Regions from separate parts of the Zea mays genome. Here regions 1 and 3 are each linked to region 2. The links are chromatin contacts, called in public Hi-C maps. All regions are on one chromosome and are shown on one strand. The core of a region is the stretch at or near the end of the contact, and the rest is flanking DNA. Distances in the headings are between cores, read along the strand shown.

Region 1 (3,058 bases), core at 216-2,715, 590 kb before region 2:
CCCTACGCAGGGGAGAGGGCGCGGTAGCGCAAAGCGTTGAGGATAGTCTCAAGTCGAGAGTGGGAAGGGGAGGGAGAGGGCCGGGGCCCACGCGCAGTTCCCGAGGTCGGTGGCGCCATGCGCTTGTTGTTCTCCTCCTATTCTCTCTCATGTACCCGGCGTCGTCCTTCATGCTAGCATAGTAGCTCTGTGCATACGGATATGTACTATGTAGCTGGTATATATAGATACATAACCTAGTGTAGACAGACAGGTAGGTATAGTAGAGGATGTCGTCCAAGAAGCTGTACAGTACGTACGTAGGGTCCTAGCTAGCTGGTGCAGGGCAAGTGCACAGCAGCAATAAAAGCTACGTACGTACTCGTAGGCTGCTCTTGTACAAAGAACAGAAGAGCTACGGACGGGATCGATGCATGCATGGACCATTCGGAACGATGCATGGTATGGACCATTCGAACAGCAGCAGCAGGCCATGGGTATATACATGGGTATATATACTCCGCGCTAACAAACACCGAGGAAATGCTGTCTAACTGCTCGACACAAGTTGGGGCTCAGAAAGGCCCACGAGGCGAGAGAGAGAGGCAGAGGACACGTACGTGTACGTGGGCCTCCAACGGGTGAGCCCACCCACCCGCCTGCATGCCAATTGCCAATGCAGGAGCCAGGGATGCGCAGGGAAACTGATACGGGCGAGCCGCTGCCGCCCCAGAAGCCGTTTTCGACGCATTTGTGGGGTCAAACCTGCGGGCCCCGCACACGGGATCTTCTGTTCTGAGGCCGGGGCCTCGTCATCATATCATTCTCCCAGCTTGGCCGTCTTCGTTTTCCCGAGATTGATTGAGTATTAAGAAATGTTTGCCACAGAAATCAATCCATTCGATTCAGCTGCCGTGGCATGGCATGACAGCGAGGATGAAGGGGAGGAACTCCATGGCTTGGCTTTCATCAGTGTGGGCGTGGGCGTGGGCGTGGCCAAGAGTTTCTGTCATCTCTGAATATATGCCATCAAGAGTTCAGTCTCAGTCAGTCATGAGCGTTGGAGCTTTCAAAGCCTGCCTGTGCCCGCTAATTACTCAGTCAGTAGATTAAAGGGCATCATCACACACTATCACAGGGCAGAGAGCTTTACCCGACGCCCAGGACGAATCCTCCTGGAGCCTAGCACTGTCATTATGCCCTAGCTAGGCCAGGCCTAGGGTTCACAGGTCGCAATACAACAAAAAACCAGATTGGGGGCCTCACTGCATTCTACTGCTGCGACTAGTACGGTACACACCACAGATAAATCAGCAGCAAGTTCCATGGATTAATGTAGTACTACTACGTATTTGTTACTAGCAGCCTACTACCTTAATGGCAACTGTTTACCATTTATCAAAGGGAATAATTGTCCCCCCCTTTCATTCCCCGTATCTTAATCCCCCGTTGTCCGTCTCCTCCCTCCACCGCAGGCACACACACCTCCCTTTTTCATTCGAGTTCGAGGAGAAGGCGGCGGATGCGGCCATGGAGCTCGACGAGCAGGCCTTCCTGGAGGAGATCCTCTCCCTGCGCAGGGACGCCTGGGACTGCAATGTGTCCATGGGGGACCTCTTCGCCCCGGCGGCGGCCGCCGCCATTGACTGCTCCTTCCACAACCAGCAGGCGCCCACCGTCAGCGTCCTCCCCACCTTCACCGCCTCCTGCGCCGAGCCGCCGGCCTTCGACTGCCTCAGCGAGGTCTACGGCGCCGCCGCCGCGTTCGGCGGGCCCAATGCCGGCGACGAGATGGCGTTCCTCCACGTCGCGGAGCCCAAGGAGGCGCTGCAGCTGGACAACAACGCCGGCCTCGGGGTGTGCAAGGTGGAGCCCGGCCTGGTGGAGAGCGACGGCGGCGGCGCCGCCGCGCCGACGCCCGCCCCTGCGGCGTCCAAGAAGAAGAGGGTCGAGGGGATGCCGTCCAAGAACCTCATGGCCGAGCGCCGCCGCCGCAAGCGCCTCAACGACCGCCTCTCCATGCTGCGCTCCGTCGTGCCCAAGATCAGCAAGGTGAGAAGGACAAAGAGGGGGGGGGGGGGGGGGGGGGGGGGGGGGGGATCTCTCCTTTTTTCTTGGTTCTTTGTCCACCTCGTCGGACAAGAAAACAGCAAACACGCAATCAGTATGTCTATCTACGGCGTCGGCGGCTGGGCTGATGACTGATGAGATACGAAATGCGCGTGGTGGGTGCACAGATGGACCGGACGTCGATCCTGGGCGACACGATCGACTACATGAAGGAGCTGCTGGAGAGGATCAAGCTGCTGCAGGAGGAGATCGAGCAGCAGGGGGAGGCGCCGGCGGGCATGCTCAGCGTCTTCCGGGAGCTCAACCCCAACGAGATGGTGGCCAGGAACACCCCCAAGGTACGATTCTATCTTGTGGCTGGCCGCGATTGGGGGAAGGGGAATGCGAGGCGCGGCTGAGACGCTGATGCTGATGCTGATGCTGCGTCCTCGTGCAGTTGGACGTGGAGCGGAAGGAGGGCGCCGACACCCGGGTGGAGATCTACTGCGGCGCCAGCGCCAGGCCGGGGCTGCTGCTGTCCACGGTGAGCACGCTGGACGCGCTAGGGCTGGACATCCAGCAGTGCGTCGTCAGCTGCTTCAACGACTTCGGCATGCACGCCTCCTGCTCCGAGGTAGTCACCACCGTGACCGCTGCCTGCCCACACACACAATACATTGGTTCTAGATCTGCCAGACTCCCTTCGTCCTCAAATTAATTGGACGCGATGCAGTGCAAACAAGTTTTGCTCCTTGAATGTGGTTGCCTGACTGACTGACAGGGGGGACAATGACATCGCAGATGCAGAGGGACATGATCAGCGCCGACGCGATAAAGCAGGAGCTGTTGAAGACCGCTGGATATGGCGGAGGCTGCATGTAGAGGGCATGGCGCGGCTGTAGGAAGGAGAAGAAGAGGAGGAGCCGGAGCAGGAGGAGGCGGCAATAAATTAAGCTCTATTAAACAGCGCTAGTAGCAAGGAGCAGCAGCAGTATCGGTTCAGACTTCAGGTCCAGTAGCTGAAAAGGCA
Region 2 (2,805 bases), core at 19-2,518:
AAACAATGTATCACATTGATTTATTTAAACACTAAGCAACACTGATAACGATCCACAACCTCTGGGTTTTTGTAGGCTGACAGATGATTGAACAGCAAGTACAGGGACAGCGAGACGGAGATGATAACAAAAACCCCGGCGATGAGGGTAGCCCAGAGAGGTGGTGTATAGCTTCCAATAACCGCAAGCAATTGCTTGGCCAACTCCACCGCCATCCCTTCTCACTGCCCCCCTTAACTGGTCTTCAATGATTATGCCCCGTTTGGAATGAAATCTGTTGCAGGGTATGGTTCATAGAGGATCATAATAAGTGAGACAGAGACTGGAGCTCTTGCTCTTCCCTTGTTGAGCGGCACGGCAGTACCTAAAATTCTGTTGTTCCACTTGATACTTTGGTCTCTCTTCCTGCAAACACCATATATATAAAAGAGATAAAGATGAGGAGGACGCAAGGGCAAATCTTGAAGGGGCAGCAGAATTGAACTCGTAAAGACCGCACATGAATGAAGCAGAAATAACGTTGCTTTGCACCCAACCCCGATCAAAGATTTGAAGGGGGCTACTGGGAAATCTGGAACTGGAAAAAATATTAAAGGGGCAATAGGTGAGCTTCTGTAAATCTGGGAGTTTTCCGCCAAGAAACGATCTTCGATCCAAAATAGCCCCTAAAAGGAAACCTGAGCAAGCTCGAGCAGCCGGATCACCCATGGCGACGTCGGACGTCGCACTAATGGATGACCCCACGGCGGTGGGCGGCCGTGTCTTCGTCAAATTGCCAACCCACTTCTCCCTCACCGTCACCGCCGGAAAACTTGACGAAGGGAGGATCCAAAACAGAACTAAAGGAAAGGATACAAACCTAGAGAATCGGATCTGAGCCGGAGCAAACCAATGCAGGAGGGATCAACGAAAACCGACCAGAGGGAGAGCAAGACTCCGCAAACAGAGAGCCCAATCAACCGGCGCACAAGAAAAAACGAGCTTTGCCTGCCTAGGATTAATTGGGGTTGGAAGAGAACCATGGGGAGCGTGGGGCTTGATTACATTTACATACAGAGGATTAGGTGGCGGAATCGTACTTGTCAGGGAGACAGGGACGGCGGGGAGAGAAATTGTTTCTCCTGCACCACATGCTCGCAACGTCTCTGGTTTTGTTTGCAGTCGCTGTCTGTCTGGTCGGGTCAACCAGGAACTCTCGCTCTCTCTGGGCTGGCCCTCTTTTTTTTCCTGTGCTCTTGCCTTCGTTCTCTGGCAACTCCAGATCGTAGCCCCCAATTCAAATTTGGATCTTGAAAATTAAACTAGAACACAAAAGGTGATTTGGTATGCAGTTTGCATTTTACTAAAAAAACAACACAATGCGTCGAAAACATACAGACTAATAAAAACAAAAGGTGTATTAAGCATGGATGGTTGTATTTAGAGACGCGGTGGCTGTCAAAGTGACTCCATTGTACAATGGGGATCAAAGTTGTTTGATTGGAGGCATGGAGTTGAGACGATCTGGAAGATCATGTGGAGGACTTGAGAGATGGACTTCCATGGCAATGGGCGGATTTAACTCAATTCAAGATAGGTGATATATTTTTTCCCCCGATAAGGGCAAGAGATTGTATATATAATTTCAAGACGCCAGGGGCGAATAAAATTTAAGAGCTTGCTGCTGAGAGTATTTTGTCTAATACTCCATCGTTCTTAAATACTACCTCCAATTTTTTTTTTTGTCGTCGAAAAGTCAAAAATGAATTGGTGAGCGTCATATATAAAAAACTAGAGGTAGTATATGACACCGTTGACTTTTTAAAAAAAATTAACCACTTATTTTATTCAAAAATGTAAAATTTTAAAAAAACAACCACTTATTTTATTCAAAATATTTATTTAAAAATGTAAAATTTTAAGTCACGTTCAAACAACCTCAACTGATAAATAAAATAAATGATACTTCACATTTTTTTGTTGAAGTTTAAAAAAATCAATAACCTCACGCCTGAAATGCAAGGTGGTCATGGTCATAGTAGTAAACCAGCTACTACAAGCTCACTTCAGAGCCATTCACGTTTCACACTGCAAGGTGTTGTTAATTGCGGATGTAAAGTTCATAACCCAAAAAAAAGTCCATGATATCAAGAAAAAGACAAAAAAAGTGATAATAACAATACAAATTTAATTACCAGGAACTAATGGGCATGAGACACGGCTTCATGTTTGACGCATCTACTGTCTAGGTCGATAACCGCGTTGAGTGAATACTGGCAAGTCAGACAACAATTTCAGCAGATCCACATAATCAATGTTTATTTTTCAAAACGCAGAGGTGTCACATGACATGAGTAAAGAATGATGGCCAGGATACAACAAATGAAATTCCAATCGATATAATTGGAAAAAAAAACCCTAAACAACACAAACACTGTTTCATTAATGTTAAGTTATTGAACTAACAAACAACACACCAACCCAGCCCCACCAAATATTTGCTGCAACAGCCGTTGCATATATTCAGATAGATCCCACTTCTGTAGTTTAGTCGAAGCAGCCTATATATACACCTCTTTCCATGGAAGTAGTTAAGAGTGTGTATAGTTCAAGCTTAGGTTCAGGCATCCAGCAAGAAAGTTGCGGGTTCCGATTTCGCAGCATAGCTATATCTAGAAGTGTTGTACTTTCTATGGACCCCTGTAAGTTTCCCATGAGCTGCTCTTTGGTGCAGTTCAACCATCATCCTAGAGCAAACCCTGCAACATAGAAGGGGCCATGTAACTGTAAGCACAAGCTGAAAAAAGATATGCCTTTTGTAGTATA
Region 3 (3,074 bases), core at 62-2,561, 640 kb before region 2:
ACAATATCTGCACATGCTTCAGTGCCAAATGCCCTAATCTATAAAGTAAAAAGGAGAATGCAGCAGATTTTTCCACCATTATACACTTAGCCTCTCACTGCCACTCACACTAAAAGCTATAGCATAAAAGTTAAACTGAAGTGTACAAGCAAGTTTATACAATACATGCACAAACTAAAGGCAAGTAGTTACCTTCATGGTAGAGTTCAGTTTAAAGCTCTCCTCCCTCTGTTTCCAGTTTTGGTGCCCTCCAAACAGCGGTGAAGGATCTTTGTCCTGCTTGTCAACCGTTATATATGACAACTTCTTCACGATTGTGTTGGGAGTCCTCTTTGGGATGGCAATAGCATTTGGATCATTCGCAACAGGTATCGGGCAGCCTGTAGATTGAAGTACAAATGTGGGGCTACGAAGCAGTCACAATTTAGCCACCAAAAGGATTTTTTTTTAAGGCACGAATCTTACGGTGGAGTGGTTTCGATGAGAGCCCCATCGAGTCCAACACCGAGAAAACTTTACTGTCCTTTTCACAAAGGGCTGCAGAGATACAAGGCGCAACAAAGCATGTGATGATAACTGATAAGACAAAGAGTACCACTATTATGATAGGCAGCCTATGGAAGACCAGAAAGTGTTATATTAGAGATTAAATTAAACAATGTATTAGAAGAACATATTAGCTAGAACTCAGAAGCAAGACATCTTAAACGTACGATTGCACACTGAATAATGGAAGGAGACGTGAGATAACCAAGAGGATTAGTTGTCAGATAGTGTTTCCATTCCTTATCAGGGGTACAATGCGAGGTAACTGACTCCCGAAGCAATGTAAGCAAGCAAGCCTCTGCTACTGTTCCACCGATGCATCATCAAGCCCATGGCATTTGCGCATTGCAAAGGCGAAACACGCTGCAGTGGGTCTACGGAAGTACGGATAGCAGCGATGGAAGCCGCGGCGAGTCGGCGACCTAGCTGGCTGACCTGAGAGGAACGCGACGGGGGAGCTGCAGGGCCGGAGGTGGAAGGCGAGTGCGACGAGCCCGAGCATGGCCCAGGCGATGGCCGACACGAGCACCAGCCGCACGGCGCCCCTGCGGGACACCACCCGCACCGCCGCCGCGTGCGCCTTCAACGCCGCTTCCGTGACGATGCCGCCGCCTAAGACCGAACCGAACCATTAGCTAGATCCGAACAGGAAGCGCAGCGCCAATTGGGTCGGGTCAGTGCCTACCTCTGCTTCGTCTCGCCATTCCTCCTCCTCCTCCGCCGCCGCCGCCGCCGCCGTGCTCCCGTGTCAGGCCTACGGCTTTGGGGCCTGTTGGGGGGAGGCCACTGTGACAGTGTGAGAGCCCAAAACAAACTACTGCAAACGTGTATTTTTTTTTTCCATGCCATAGATATCTGCAAAGAAATTCTGTCCCACAGGCCACAGATCATCAGAAAGCAATGTCGATTCCAGATAGAAAGCCAACCTCTCAAGAATAAGCAGTGGATCCACTACGAGCCCATCAATCCAAATGATAAACCAAGCTTGAGGAAATAGTAGCGATGTGTTAAAATCTTTTAGTATTTTGTTTTCGTCATACGGGAGGCGATGTGTCACCATATACCAGCTCATTTTCCTCCAGCACTGTCAAATCTTGACAGTCGTACCTGTTCTTCTGAATGAGATCAAGATATACTTTTTACTTCATCTATGACCATTAGGAAGCAGAACAGCTTCTGAGATCGACAACTAACATTCTGATGGCTGATGGGGAGTGCAACCCACAAATTTGCATTTATGTATCAACATTATCCATATATACCCAACACCACTGTTTTCCGTAAATCCGCTTATATCCTTGTAAAAGAAGAGTTCAGATGCTTAATGACAAAGCATCATAACTTAAGATCCAGAAAATGAGAAAAATGAAAAGGTAAGGTACCGTCTAGAGGGAAAACTGGCACCGCTCTTGTTGAAACAAATGACGAAATGCAGGTCATATTTTTTATTATATGCCCAAAAGTTGACAGGCAATTGAAAATTACACTAACTGGTCACCGACATTACAACTCCAGTGTAGATTCTAGTGACTGGTCATCTATGCGTATGATAAACTAGTCTTACAGGTTCATGAAGGTACATCTGCTTATTAAGTACAGCTACACGAACAAATTAGAACAGGACCGATCATTTGTTTTTGGGTACTGCAAGTCTGCAACATAAGGGAGGCTTTAGCGAGGGAAGATACTGTCGCCATCCTCGTTTCTGTCAAGGTAGTTGAATGGAGCATCCCCTTCGTAGCGGAAATCTGGGCCAACATAGCACTTCATCTCATGAAACAGGTTCAGGTTGTCGACCAACTTATGGAACACGTTGCAACCGCAGCACTGTAACAACAGACCAAGATCAAGCAAATGTGGATACATACATTTGAAAGCAAACAGCTAGACAGAATGCAGCACCGGTGAAAGAAAGGGACAACATTCAAATGCGGAAAAGAACAACTTGCAGGTATCATTGTCCCGCATAGGTCGTAGCTAATTACATGTGAAAAACAATTTAGATCTGGAGTTCCATGTATAGAAAGAAAAAAAAATCAAGGCCAGAGATGACCGCAAACCTAATAGAGAACTATGATAATTCACAATACAGGCAAGCTTGAGCTTTACACCAAAAGAAGATACACATCTTGGGTTGATATTGGATGGACTACAATTATTTAAGCAATTGACGCGTCTGAAACTGAAAGAACACTACATATCTAATCCAACATCTATATAGAGCACACACACAAAATGGCAATTTTGAATGGTACATATGGCAATTTTGTGGAAGAATATATAACCCATGGTAAAACTGTAGTAATTATTGACAGCAGTATTCATTTCTTTCAATATTCAGAAGAATTGCATCAGATTATTGCAACATGATGTCTCTTTTCTCATCTCTAGGATATCCAAGTTCTTAAATTTTGAACAGATGCAGAATTTTTTCCGTTCCCATTTATAGGTCTTTTTGGCTTTTCTAGGTACATAGCAAAAGCTATGTATCTAGACATGCATTATATCTAATGTAACTAAACAAGCCA

Evidence for each region. A called contact is a pair of places that touch in the nucleus more often than the background predicts.
Region 1: a Hi-C map of leaf shows a contact between it and region 2, with 7 times the contacts expected there. The contact joins the promoter of LOC100276548 here to the promoter of LOC100502274 in region 2. A contact is called at or near these places in 5 of 25 Hi-C or Micro-C datasets (ear, leaf and tassel).
Region 3: a contact with region 2 is called in a Hi-C map of ear, with 2.6 times the contacts expected there. The contact joins the promoter of LOC100383122 here to the promoter of LOC100502274 in region 2. A contact is called at or near these places in 3 of 25 Hi-C or Micro-C datasets (ear, endosperm and tassel).

Annotation. Positions count from the first base shown.
Region 1 is chr6:92,875,984-92,879,041 of Zm-B73-REFERENCE-NAM-5.0, reverse strand. It overlaps LOC100276548, which reads left to right and starts at 1,465. Exons shown (of 4, transcript NM_001374062.1): 1 at 1,465-2,031; 2 at 2,217-2,387; 3 at 2,486-2,662; 4 at 2,830-3,058. The coding sequence starts at 1,510. The coding sequence ends at 2,910.
Region 2 is chr6:92,284,495-92,287,299 of Zm-B73-REFERENCE-NAM-5.0, reverse strand. LOC100502274 (Protein LAZ1) reads right to left here and starts at 1,268. Exons shown (of 10, transcript XM_035959972.1): 1 at 1,080-1,268; 2 at 365-405; 3 at 60-274. The coding sequence starts at 215. LOC542305 (cyclin 3) reads right to left here. Exons shown (of 11, transcript NM_001363253.1): 11 at 2,285-2,738. The coding sequence ends at 2,600.
Region 3 is chr6:92,923,568-92,926,641 of Zm-B73-REFERENCE-NAM-5.0, reverse strand. It overlaps LOC100383122, which reads right to left and starts at 1,311. Exons shown (of 7, transcript NM_001175788.1): 1 at 1,232-1,311; 2 at 982-1,158; 3 at 466-537; 4 at 193-380. The coding sequence starts at 1,250. It overlaps LOC100192616, which reads right to left. Exons shown (of 4, transcript NM_001137831.1): 4 at 1,961-2,373. The coding sequence ends at 2,218.